Linked DNA regions of Mus musculus: regions 1 and 2 are each linked to region 3. The links are chromatin contacts, called in public HiChIP or PLAC-seq maps. All regions are on one chromosome and are shown on one strand. Each heading gives the region's core, a stretch centred on a gene start, on an enhancer-like site or on the middle of the called end of the contact. The rest is flanking DNA. Distances are from core to core; before and after follow the strand shown. Region 1 overlaps Ttc7b (tetratricopeptide repeat domain 7B). Region 2 overlaps Ttc7b (tetratricopeptide repeat domain 7B). Region 3 holds the start of Calm1 (calmodulin 1).

Region 1 (3,610 bases), core at 919-3,418, 180 kb after region 3:
TAGGAAATGACAAAACAAGAAAAAGTAAGTGGGGGGTTGCTCTCTGCAGGTGCCACATGCCTTGCTGCAGTTGTGTGGGGCAGCTCAAGCAGCTAAGCTTCCTGGGACAAGGGCCCTTTGGTAGGCTTACTGCTAACTTGCCCATCTAACTGCAAGCCTACATGGACCTAGCAGCTCCACAATCCATCCTTATGCAGGAGCACAGACCACTAAAAGTTCCATCACAAGATGCTCACGGTGCTTCTATTGGCAGTGTGCCTGTACCTTAACTAATTCAGTTCTTCTCCTATAAAAAGGAGGCTACCCATATATCCATCCATCCTCCCACCTGCCCTCCTACCCATTTTACCCACCCATCTACACTCATCTATCCATCATCCTAGCTACCTCACCATCTACCTACTCTCCCTTCTATCTACCCATCCATCCATCCATCCATCCATCCACCCACCCATCCATCCACCCACCCATCCATCAATCCACTTCCTTATCAACTTACCCTTTCATCCATCTACTAGCCCACCTATCCGTTGACTTATGTACTTCCACCCATTCATCCATTTATGCATCCCTCTGCATCATGTAGTACTTATAGTACATGATCTGAAGAGTAAGCACCATCAGGCTCTAGAGAGACTGGAGATGAATAATACAAGTGCGCTTCCTTAAGGAGCTCTTCCTACCTCCCAAGGAGAACCCCCATGGTCATCACGGAGTAAAGGGTGACAGGCATCCTGGGCTGCTGGGACACGGATGACTCAGACCACTAACTAGACCCCAGCACATCCAGTGAACTCCTAAATTCCATGTCCAACAGCGTCTAGAGCTGAACCATGAATCTAGGTAATGCATGTCAGTTTTCATCCTGCCTTATAATGCACAGATCACACAGCAACGATGACTACCATTTATGAAGCATCGACTACAAGCACCTTACCTAAGTACACCCAGAAAAGGAGACAGAAGCAGAAATGGAGTGGAGGGATGTGTGATGCCAAGGCTTGGTCTTTATACCATCACCCCGCTGCCCTGGTTGGCTAATTTCTCTCCAAGTCCCCCTCCTTTCTGATTACAATGGGCCCAGAACTCATGAATGCACACATGGTTTACTCAGAGCTCTTACACTATTTACACATCTTTAGCTTGGTGGTTCTCACTGAAAGTCCTACATTCTGGGGACAGCTCATCCCCAATCTATCATCCTTTACACATAAACATAAACACACACACACACACACACACACACACACACACACACAAGCAGCTAGGGGGAGGAGCCACAGCAAAGTGAGGCTGCACATCCCATGCCACCCTGAGTGGCAAACACAGATGATGTCATGCCACTACCTCCCCCAGGAGCAGGGTTTACCAGTGTACCCATGACACTTGCTGTCAACATCTTTGGGACTGCTTTTCTCAATAGGATGTGAAAGTTCAGTGAAGCCAGAGCTTACAACGCTGCACACAATGGCATTTTCTTCACCATACTTTTGTTCAACAGACTGGCTGAGGTGACTTACAGGTAAGAACAGCTGATATCTCAATATCTGGAATATTTGGATAGAGCTTCACCACTCTGATATATTCAGACACTGCCCCTTTGAGTGCCTCAGAGAACAAATCTTTCTAAATCCTGGCTCTAGTTATGATTAAGACTTCATTTTCATACGCTATATTTACAACCCTATCCCTCTTTTAAATGTACCACGTTTTTTTTCAAACAAAAGAAATAAACAAAATCAGAAACAAAATAACAGTATAAAATATAAAATTTGGGTGAAACTTATATAAAATGCATCGAAAAATACTTCTCATCCAAGTGATTTTAAATGATCTATTTGCCTTTAAGAAGTAGTACAATCTTTCTTATTTACTTAAAGTCTTTTCTTTAAAACAGCAATGTCTACTTGAATCAAAATCACTGTATGCATTTGAAGACCATTCTGCATTTCACACAACAGTAACTTAGGTTGGCCTTCAACAATGTACTCAGTTAGGTTAGGAGAGTTTATGCTCCTTAGTCACCTTATGAGCAAACACGTTAAATCTCTTTGAATTTAAGCAAAAACGGAACAGAAAAGAATTCAGGCTGACAGAACAGCTGTTACATAACCCTCAGTTACACAGGCAGCCCCAGGCAGACCACCGCGGTGGCTGTTTTTAGAGAACCCGTAAGATGTGCTGATTTAAGGAAAGTGAAACAGATGTGGCGGCCACTTTCTGAAGCATCCATGTGTGGGTTTGACAAATAAGAACTGGAGAAAGTAAAACCTGGAACCATCCGAAATGGAAACGCTTTCAGGCTGAGAAACACTAATCACAAAAGCTGAGCCCAGAGACCGGGTCTGTGTGGATGTGGGCTGGTGCTTCATGTCGTTAATCAAGAATCAGAGTGGCAAAGGGAAGGAGTGACGGACAGGCCTGCCTGGAAACTGAAACAGAGGCAGGGGCACTTTCCAGTAGCAAAATCAAGCAATAATGACTGCACGAAAAATGCACATGGATGGCAGGACAGACCTACACACGCAGTTCTGAGGAAATGATCTAACAAGGTGGCCCGTACAGGGAAGGCTCATGAGGTGTTCAAAGAAGTAACTAGGTAACATGGTTTTAAGAAGTCAATGTAACTCGATGTATTTAAAACAAAGGATCAATTCCAATTCTAGATTTCACCTCACAGGGCTGTATTTTCAGGGACCCATTTAATATGGATGATTTATTATACCTGCAATGAGTAAAACCAAGTACAGGTAAAACTACCTAGTATCTGTAGATCCCAGCTCCTCACTGGGTCTACGTCCATGGGACTCTGTTCCCTCCAGCACCTCACCCCCACACTGTGATGGCATTATTGCTGCTCCTGACTGCCCAGGTACATAAGGGAGCATGGGACACTCAGCTTTTATAATAACAATGCCTTGTTCTGTGTTCATGAAAGGCACAAGGACAGAGATAAAAGCCAAGGTATTGTGGTGTGAGGTAAGGCGGGGAGTTTGAGATGGCTGCTAAGATGCTGTTTCAGAGACTTTCAGATCTCTAGCTTCTTCAACTCTTAATGTAAAAGCCTGCAGCTTGACATGCAGAAAAAAGCCAGGAAAAAAAAATGGGACCTCTTTTCAAAGCGATGACAAATGTCTTTAATAAAGGAATGATCTCCCTAGACAAAGTGTCTTATCTTTCTTGAGTTAAAATCACTTTTATCAGGAATGAATAAAAAGTACCCAAATGAATAAACAGATTAAAAGTGTAGCCAAACAGGGCAAGGAGTGATAGATACCCTACTTCTAGCTTTGAGGTTTCATGTTTGCTGCTCAAGACATCCTCCCGGAGGCAAAACACTGTTTACATAATCTTTAAAAATACCCTGCCCCTCTCGCTCCTCATGCTCCGTTGTCACTACGTACAGCAAGTGAAAAGATGAGCTCCCACTCACCTCTGAAACGCAAGAAGTGCCTTCCTCTGCAGGCCCTCCTGCATCCCTCGCAGAGAAGCTGAGAAAAGGGTTCTGTTAGTAGGTGTCAAGAGAAGTTGGGGTGGGGTGTGCCCATACTAAACCCACTACAAAAGCCATGCTATATGTACCAAGCTCAGAGTGCCTACTGCAGCAGGC
Region 2 (3,752 bases), core at 227-2,726, 210 kb after region 3:
CTTGCTTACTCTGGCCTCAAGTCTTCATCCACAGGAAGAGGGAATCAAACAGGAAACCCCTGGGGCCTCTAGCAGCCCGTGCTTCTGCTCAAGTGCTAGGCACACACCACTGGCCTGCAGTAGTTCTAACTATGTCACGGCAGTGTCCCCAAGGCTGCAAGCCAAGCCTGGGTTCCCTCGTGCTAAACAGAATAGAAGCCCACGAGTCACCGAGCGAGCGAGTGTGTAGTTTAGACCATAGGTCAAATGTGCCGGCCAAACCCTGAGAGTGAATATGAAAGGATCCTGATGGTCTGGCCAGCACAGCCCTGACAAAAGCAGACCTAGGTGGCAGAGGGCATCCCCACAGGCTGAGATTCTGTAGGGTTGTGATTAGGAGGAGGTGGAGAGGGCAGCGTGAGAACACTAGAAAGCTCCACCCAGCTCCTGCCTGGACAGTAGAAGTGGATGCGCTCACAAGGGACCCACCTCGGTGCTGTCTTCACACCCCACATAGTGTGCTCGACCTGGACAAACTTCCTCGGGGGACTGTTTTCACTGTAGTTTCCTTATTCGTGGGAGCGCTGATACCTAATCACACTTGGCAGATGGAGGATAAACCAAGAGCCCTTTCTACTGTTGTAGAACTCAAGGTGACCAAGGAACATGCTAGCCGTCTGGGGATTCAGAGACATCTTTCTTTTTAAACCACTGCTGCTTTTCCCTCCTCGTAGGCATTCCTTCTGGAAATTTTTCTCTGGACCACAAATCATCATAATGAGGGACTAGCCACAAGAAGAAGGGGATGCTTGGGGCTGGGGAAAAGGCAATGAAGATCACATTCCACTTACCATAGATTCACTAATGAGCAGTAACAGCAACGCCTCTTCAGTATTTTCTTGAGGACAAAAAATGCTGCACAGAGAAAACCAACTTTGGTATATGGCAATAATAAATAAATAACAAGAGCTACACCGCGACAAGCAAAGCACAATGCCAAAAGCATCTCCATTTGTATACAGAGTCCAGGAAAAACACTGTGTGATCTGGGCACTTGAATTAGCTTGCTCATTTCTATGGCAATCTGTGGAATTAATACATCTCAGCTACACATTTTAATGGCAAGCAGATGGGTGAGATAAAACAATAAAAACTCAAGTTAAAAGCCCATATAACATATGTACTATTACAGAGGCAGAAAGTGAAATCAATACAGAACGACAGCAGACATAATAGGGCATCCTTCTCGAAGGTACTGGCTCCCTTGCTCGGCTTACCTGCCTCCCGCTAACTATTGCATATTGCTTTGTCATTCTGATGAGAGGGGAGGTTGGGAGCAGCTGCAGGGCCTGCACAAGCTTCCTAATACTGAAGGGATTGGAGAGCTGCCTTAACTTAAACACGCTCTCATTCTGGGGCAGCTCGCACGAGCTGTGTTGTTAATCTATGTCATGGTATTTGGCTGAACTCTAAACTCTTAGATAAAAAGAAAAAGCTCTTAAACTCACTGCTGCTGAGGATTGGGAAACAATAAGAACACAACGCACCCCAGTCCTCACCCTCTATAGCCTTGGCCTTGGTTCTGTAAGCTCAGTTAAGACCACCCCACCCCCTTCTAGAGCTCTAGACTCTCAAGGAAAATTCTGGGCCAAACAACTTTTTCCCTGAGAATTGAAAAGGAGTTTATAATAAATAAAAATAAACTTGGCTAAAACCAAAACAAACCACTGCTTATTTTGAAGATGACTAAATACGGACTGAATTTATACCTTCCTAGGAACAACATAGCAATCATTTAATTGAGATTTCCTCTCCTCAAATTTAAAAAAAATTTTTTTCACAATTATTTAAAAAGGTAAAATTTCACATTTTCCAGATAATTATAAGTCCTTGTTCTCTTTCTGCTGCAGCAGAGAATACTGGAAGTAATACAGGAAGGACAGTGCCCGGTCTCCTGCAGAACGCGGCCTGTGGGGGTTTCTAGGGCTTCAGCAAGGCTGGCCTTGGAATGGGCAGTGGGATTCTGGGCCTGGAGCCGAAACTTCTGTGGAGAGTCAGCTTATGGTATTCTGGGTTTTCAGAAAACAGAACACTTGTGATTATCCCCTGACATCCTGGACATGCTCACACGCAATTGGGACCTTGTAAATAAACGAGCAGCCTGAATCATTTTTCTAATGGCCAGCTAGTCCTGTATTGTTCAGACTAATTGAAAAGAGAGAGCCCTAGCCGTGCTAATTATGACTTAACACCAGCCAATTCGGTCCACGGATAATCTCCAAATTCCGTTTGAGCCATCCAGCCTTCTTAAATGCTAGGTTGTGTTATTTTTACCAGAGTTGCTAACAAGCAGCGCATTAACTACATCTAATTCCACTTCCTGGGCCCTCCCTGTATGACAGATGGACGGGCTCTGTGAAGCTCTAGGGCTGGGTTCAAAAGGTGGAAGACGCAGAGAAACAGGTCTGCAAACCATGCTGGAATGTTCCCTCACAACAGTTGAGCCTTCTGAGAGCCATTTCTGGTCACTCCTCTCTTCTTTGCTCATACAAGGTAGAGCTCAGGGGGCTGAGGGTGGGGTAGTCAAAACCGTCGGGGCCTTCCTCTTGTGACATTTTTTTCTCCGTGGCCCAAGTGCTTTAGGGGGAGACTCTGTTGTGCCCTGGCCTCAGTTCTGGCGAGTAAAAAGATGGAGGGCTAGATGTACTGGGCGTTGTATGAAGGATAGGGTAAAGGACAAAGGGAGCCATCAGACCATTAGACCCGCTTCCAAGTGGGCACAGGGACAAGCTGATTGTAGGAGGTCTGCAGGCTTAGCCCAGCCATGTCGCCAGCTCACATCCGTGTATCTCGCAACTGTAGGACTCGAGGAAGGGAGGCCCTCCAAGCACTGACAGTTCCTTTTTTTCTAGGGCTGCAGGTACGCTTTTTTTTCTCCACCCCCCCCCCCATATATACTTGTTAGAACAAGCAAAAACAAACAAACAAGTACAAGAAAACAAGTCAACCTATCCAACTGCATCTTAGCTTTCTTGTCACTGGGGTGGAAGTGGCTGTATAAAAGCAGTAGTCCCTGAGAAGTCATGGTGACTCTGTGTGGCTACAGGAGTGGCACTGAGCTAACAACCCAAAGGAAGCTGGTTCAATTCCATGATCCAGCTGAGGGCCCCAGAGAAGGAAGGGGATTTCAATTAGTAATTGAGAGCAGCTTGACGAGGGGGCAGCTGGTTCAGTCTGAGGCTTACAGGGACCCCACCCCCACCCCAGTTCTCCCCCTTTTGTCAATTCATATGGATCAGCAACTCCTTATGACGAAGAAAAAGGGACTTCATCAGGTCAGTGCGGGTCTGTTAAGTGTTCCTCAATGCAGGGATCAGATAAGTCCCATGTGGCTTGTGATCTCACATCCCTAGGAAGGAAACAGGGTTCTTGCATCCCTGGGGAGGGGGCAGGCCTCTCTGCACAATGACTTTAAGGGGAATGTGTCGAGACCAAAGAGTTCTGCCAGAAGAACTTACCCTGACTCTGTGATGTTCCTTGTCTTTCCAAAACCTCTGTACAACCCACTAGGAGTTCCAGACCCAAAGCATCACCCAACAGAGATGGCCTCTTTCTCCTTTGTCTACCAGGGAGTTCACCCCAAGACCTGTATTCAAGGATGCTCATTCAATACCTTCTCACTTAGCCACTTGCGGGCATGATGGTGGATTTTAATCTGCTGCTTTATTTGTGCTAATTTTCTAGTCTAATATGCATTCCAGTATCCAAACCAT
Region 3 (3,589 bases), core at 361-2,860:
TATTTTCATTTTTAGGACATCATTTCTCCCTTGTCACTGCATACCAAATGTTAAAATGCACTTAGCTAACTTCCTTAGGAAGTCTGACAAAAAAAAAAAATCCAAATTCCTTTAGTAATCATTAGTTATAATAATGAGCTTGGCTATGTAGACCTGTAATTCATTGGATTATTGACTATGCTTTAAACTGAATTTTTATTAGTCTCTTTTCTGTGAACATAGGGATATTATGTGTCTGACTGTGAATGGTTTTTAAACCATTTGCAAGAGGGCCAGCAGTACCCTTGGGGGGGGGGGGCTGCCTGCTACAGCTTCTCCTTAAACAGCAGGTTAACCCTTTCTGTAGCATTCTAGGAAGAACAAATTGAAGCGCAGTCCCACAGCTGCTGACATACTGTCTGAGGTGATCCTAAGAAGTCCTCTGGCGTTTGCAATGTTCAGGGACATTTTTGAATCTTTTAAAACACCTATCTGCAAACTTTGACAAAGCCAGAAAAGAAAGGTAACTAGTCTTTCCAGAGAGGAGCATGCTAATCACACATTTTGCCACAATTTCTGAAAGAAGAAACAACCTGCAGCTTGTCCTGGCCTTGCAAACAAAAGATCAAATTCTGCGCTTTGTCTTGGCAAGAAACGAAACTGCAGCATTTTGTTAAGATTTTCTTCTTCTTCTTTTAAGTTCCAGGCTCCAAACTAAGACCTGAAACAGTTTTTGGTCGTCCCTGTCCCCACCCCCACCCTAGTTTACAGAAGAACAAAGAATAGTAAATTTAAAGGTTAAAACATTATTTAAGGACTATAATTAAGATTGTAATTAAGATAGTGGAGCACCCTACTAGAATCAATTGGCTGCACAAGTTCCAGCTGTAATCAGAGTGATCCTGTGTATCTTTCCCCTTCTTTGTATATATCAATTTATGAATTTCCAGGACCAGGACAATTAGGAAAAACTCAAAAGCGTGGGCTCTGAGGGCGACATAAGCCGCTCACTACGTTAATTTTGGAAGCAGGCCTAATAGAATTTGCCACAGGAAATAAGGAACAAACCTAGCAAGGGACAACTCTTCAAGCATCTTTAAAATTTTAGTAGGTATGTAAAAACACGAAAACTAGACTGGTTGAGCGTGTCAACACCACACAGACCTAGCAACTGAGCTTCTAACTGTGCCTCGGACAGTTCTCCAAAATGAGAAAAGTAACATTATCTGACCAATTTCTTCCCCAAGGCCAACCACCGTGTCCTCAACACAGTCCTCTCGCCTCTACAGCTAAGGTTGGATTCCGCCTCCCCGCGGCTGTCCTCAGCCCCTAGATCTCCTCCAGGTCCTCCCCTGTGGGGGACCCAGGATTGGTGGCTCTGCAACCTCGAAGCCACCAGGAGTGGTGGGAGGGGGGACACACAGGTGAAGTGGGGCTGAGTGACGGACACGCGCCTGGAAGCCCGGGACGGCCCCCCAGATTTCGCTACGCAGGCATTCCAGCTCTAGAGGACTCTTGCAGCAACAGACCAGCACCCTCGCTCAGGTCTCCGACTCCCCAGTGACCCCTGCCCGCGTAATGGGCCCGCCGCGCCGGGCGCGCCTGGGGGGCGGAGCCTTGCGGTGAGGTCCGGCTGCCGCAGCGCCGCCCTGCGCGAGGCGGTACTGCCGCGGCGGAGGGATACCGCGCACCGTATATATATCGCGGCACACAGGCTCGCGCTACGGCAGTGGTGCTGGGAGTCTCGTGTCCGTGGTGCCGTTACTCGAAGTCGGGCGGCGGCTGAGGCTCAGCGCACAACGCAGGTAGCGCGTTAGCAGCAGCAGAAGCGGAGGCACCTCGGCGGTCACAGCCCCTGCGCTGGTGCAGCCACCCTCGCCTGCTCCGTTCTTCCTTCCTTCGCTCGCACCATGGTAGGTTGGGATCGGCAGTGGCAGACGTAGCAGCTGCCCGAGCTTTCTGAACAGATTTGTAGTTGAGTCTTGGGGTCTCCCCCTTTTCCTGGTTGAGGTTACCCCCTACCCCATTTTGCCAGGTGTTACGCAGCAGCTGCAGTGAAAGGGGATGTATTTTCGGGTTTGCATCTCCGCTCTGGCTGCCAGAGAACCTCCTCTGAGTTTTGGGCGCCTCTGGGGCTGGACTCTACAGTGGGCTGTGCGCGGGCTGGAGCCGCTGCCACAGCTGCACCGGGGCCTTCCGCATCCACCCCCTCCGCCAGCCCCGCACCCACTGCATCCAACGCGCCGCACCCGGGCTGCCTGCAGCGCAGCGCCTCGGCCGGGGCCAGCGGGGCGGGGGAGCCGGGCGGGGCAGGCCGCGACGTCCCGGTAGTCAGTCCCCGACCGCGGAGAATGAATGGGTCGCGGCGAGCCGGGAGACGTACAGGGCTTGGACCGCGGCCTCGGGGTGTCCTCAGCCACCTTCAGACCCCCTGACCAGCCCAGTCGGGAGTCCCCCCTCGCTTGCGGTCCCCTCCTTCCTCCCGGGGGGCGCGGCGCGGGCGTGAGCTGGGAAGGAAGGAGCCGGGGAAGGGTGGGGTTGGGGGCAGGAAGGCGAAGGCTGGGGGGCGGAGAGGGCGGAAGCGGCCGCCCTGCGCCCGGGCGGGGCCCCGCAGGGTGGCCGCGCGCGTGGCTGGGCCGTGCGACCTCGGTCCCCCTCCCGGTGCCGCGCGAGACGGGCGCGATCGCTCGTGTCCGCGGGGAGGCCCCTTCCCGCGGGAGGTGCTCGGCTCGCGCTAATTGGGGCGGCAGGGCGGGGGAGGAGAGAGTTGGCGCGCTCCTCGGTTTCCATTAGAGACGCAAAGTTTCTGCTGGGGAGGAGGCGGCGGCAGGCTCAGTGCCTGGGGGAGCAGGAGCGGTGGGAGGTGCTGGAGATAGGCAGCACCACGGTCCTGGGGCCCCTTTGGGTCTTCACCCTAGTGCGGCCCCTCGCCCGGCATGCCCCTTGTCTCTCGCTGCTCCCTGGGCGGCAGGGAGATGCCCATCTGTACGTTTCCGCTTTCTCTGCCGCCTCTGGATTGCCAGATGCGAATATGTGGTTGGCCGTGTGCGTGTGCCGTAGCCCCCTTCTCCCTCGCCAGGCAGAGCTGACATCACCAGCAGCACCTTCAGCCCTGGCAAGGTGGCTAGGTCGTTCTCGGCAGGTTCTGGAACGCCTTTGACCCAAAGCCAGAATGACTTGGGGTTGAGGTGGGGGAGTCGTTGTCCCGAAGGTAGATGCACTTGACAGGCCTCTAGTCAGAGAATTTTCCCGAGGAGGTGGAACTCCTCTCCTTGGTGAGCTGGTTTCTCCTACGAGGTGTGACAGTGCTTCCTGTCGTGCAAGACTGACATGGCGAGCATTACATAAATCGTGTCTCCATTTGCCTTAAAAGTAGCTTCCAGTAATGGATAGAAGGGAAGACCCACTTAGAATTTAAAAAGTAGAAGTTCGTTCTCTCCCAAATCGATAATTAACTGAGTTGCCACGGAAAAGAAATGAGCTCCAGTGCCATCGGATTTCTCTTGGGGTTTATTTTGTAACTGGCTTTATTAAAGCATATATTCTCCTGGCTAGAGGCACAGGTTCAGAGGTGCAAAAACTAAATATTAATGCAAATGAAAACCACCTT

The links. HiChIP or PLAC-seq counts read pairs in DNA pulled down with a chosen protein or histone mark.
Region 1: a contact with region 3 is called in an H3K4me3 HiChIP or PLAC-seq map of bone marrow-derived macrophages, with 2.3 times the contacts expected there. The contact joins the enhancer-like site here to the promoter of Calm1 in region 3. A contact is called at or near these places in 4 of 39 promoter capture datasets (the HPC-7 cell line, embryonic stem cells and hippocampal neurons), 4 of 15 datasets of contacts at CTCF or cohesin (CD8 T cells, the NIH/3T3 cell line, large pre-B cells and 1 more), 5 of 484 Hi-C or Micro-C datasets (the G1E-ER4 cell line, the HL-1 cell line, bone marrow-derived macrophages and 1 more), 20 of 115 datasets of contacts at active chromatin or transcription factors (CD8 T cells, VIP interneurons, bone marrow-derived macrophages and 17 more) and 4 of 9 other capture datasets (adipose tissue, liver, macrophages and 1 more).
Region 2: a contact with region 3 is called in an H3K27ac HiChIP or PLAC-seq map of epiblast stem cells. The contact joins the enhancer-like site here to the promoter of Calm1 in region 3. A contact is called at or near these places in 10 of 39 promoter capture datasets (the C10 cell line, the HPC-7 cell line, HPC-7-derived erythroid cells and 5 more), 4 of 15 datasets of contacts at CTCF or cohesin (CD8 T cells, the NIH/3T3 cell line, large pre-B cells and 1 more), 38 of 484 Hi-C or Micro-C datasets (B cells, CD4 T cells, the G1E-ER4 cell line and 27 more), 24 of 115 datasets of contacts at active chromatin or transcription factors (the 230-238 cell line, PVALB interneurons, VIP interneurons and 19 more) and 4 of 9 other capture datasets (adipose tissue, liver, macrophages and 1 more).

Annotation. Positions count from the first base shown.
Region 1 is chr12:100,378,688-100,382,297 of GRCm38.p6, forward strand. It overlaps Ttc7b (tetratricopeptide repeat domain 7B), which reads right to left. Exons shown (of 20, transcript NM_001033213.1): 13 at 3,434-3,491. Among named protein-coding and RNA genes, the nearest start is that of Gm51958, 31 kb to the left of the region's middle. Within about 2 kb of position 2,169, at least 39 of the 459 cell types and tissues checked have an H3K27ac peak or open chromatin away from gene starts, as enhancers often do. A contact at or near this core is called in bone marrow-derived macrophages and pancreatic islet, where this site is marked.
Region 2 is chr12:100,406,170-100,409,921 of GRCm38.p6, forward strand. Ttc7b (tetratricopeptide repeat domain 7B) reads right to left here. Exons shown (of 20, transcript NM_001033213.1): 8 at 831-894. Among named protein-coding and RNA genes, the nearest start is that of Gm51958, 59 kb to the left of the region's middle. Within about 2 kb of position 1,477, at least 24 of the 459 cell types and tissues checked have an H3K27ac peak or open chromatin away from gene starts, as enhancers often do. A contact at or near this core is called in the HPC-7 cell line, VIP interneurons and epiblast stem cells, where this site is marked.
Region 3 is chr12:100,197,825-100,201,413 of GRCm38.p6, forward strand. It overlaps Calm1 (calmodulin 1), which reads left to right and starts at 1,611. Exons shown (of 6, transcript NM_009790.5): 1 at 1,611-1,892. The coding sequence starts at 1,890.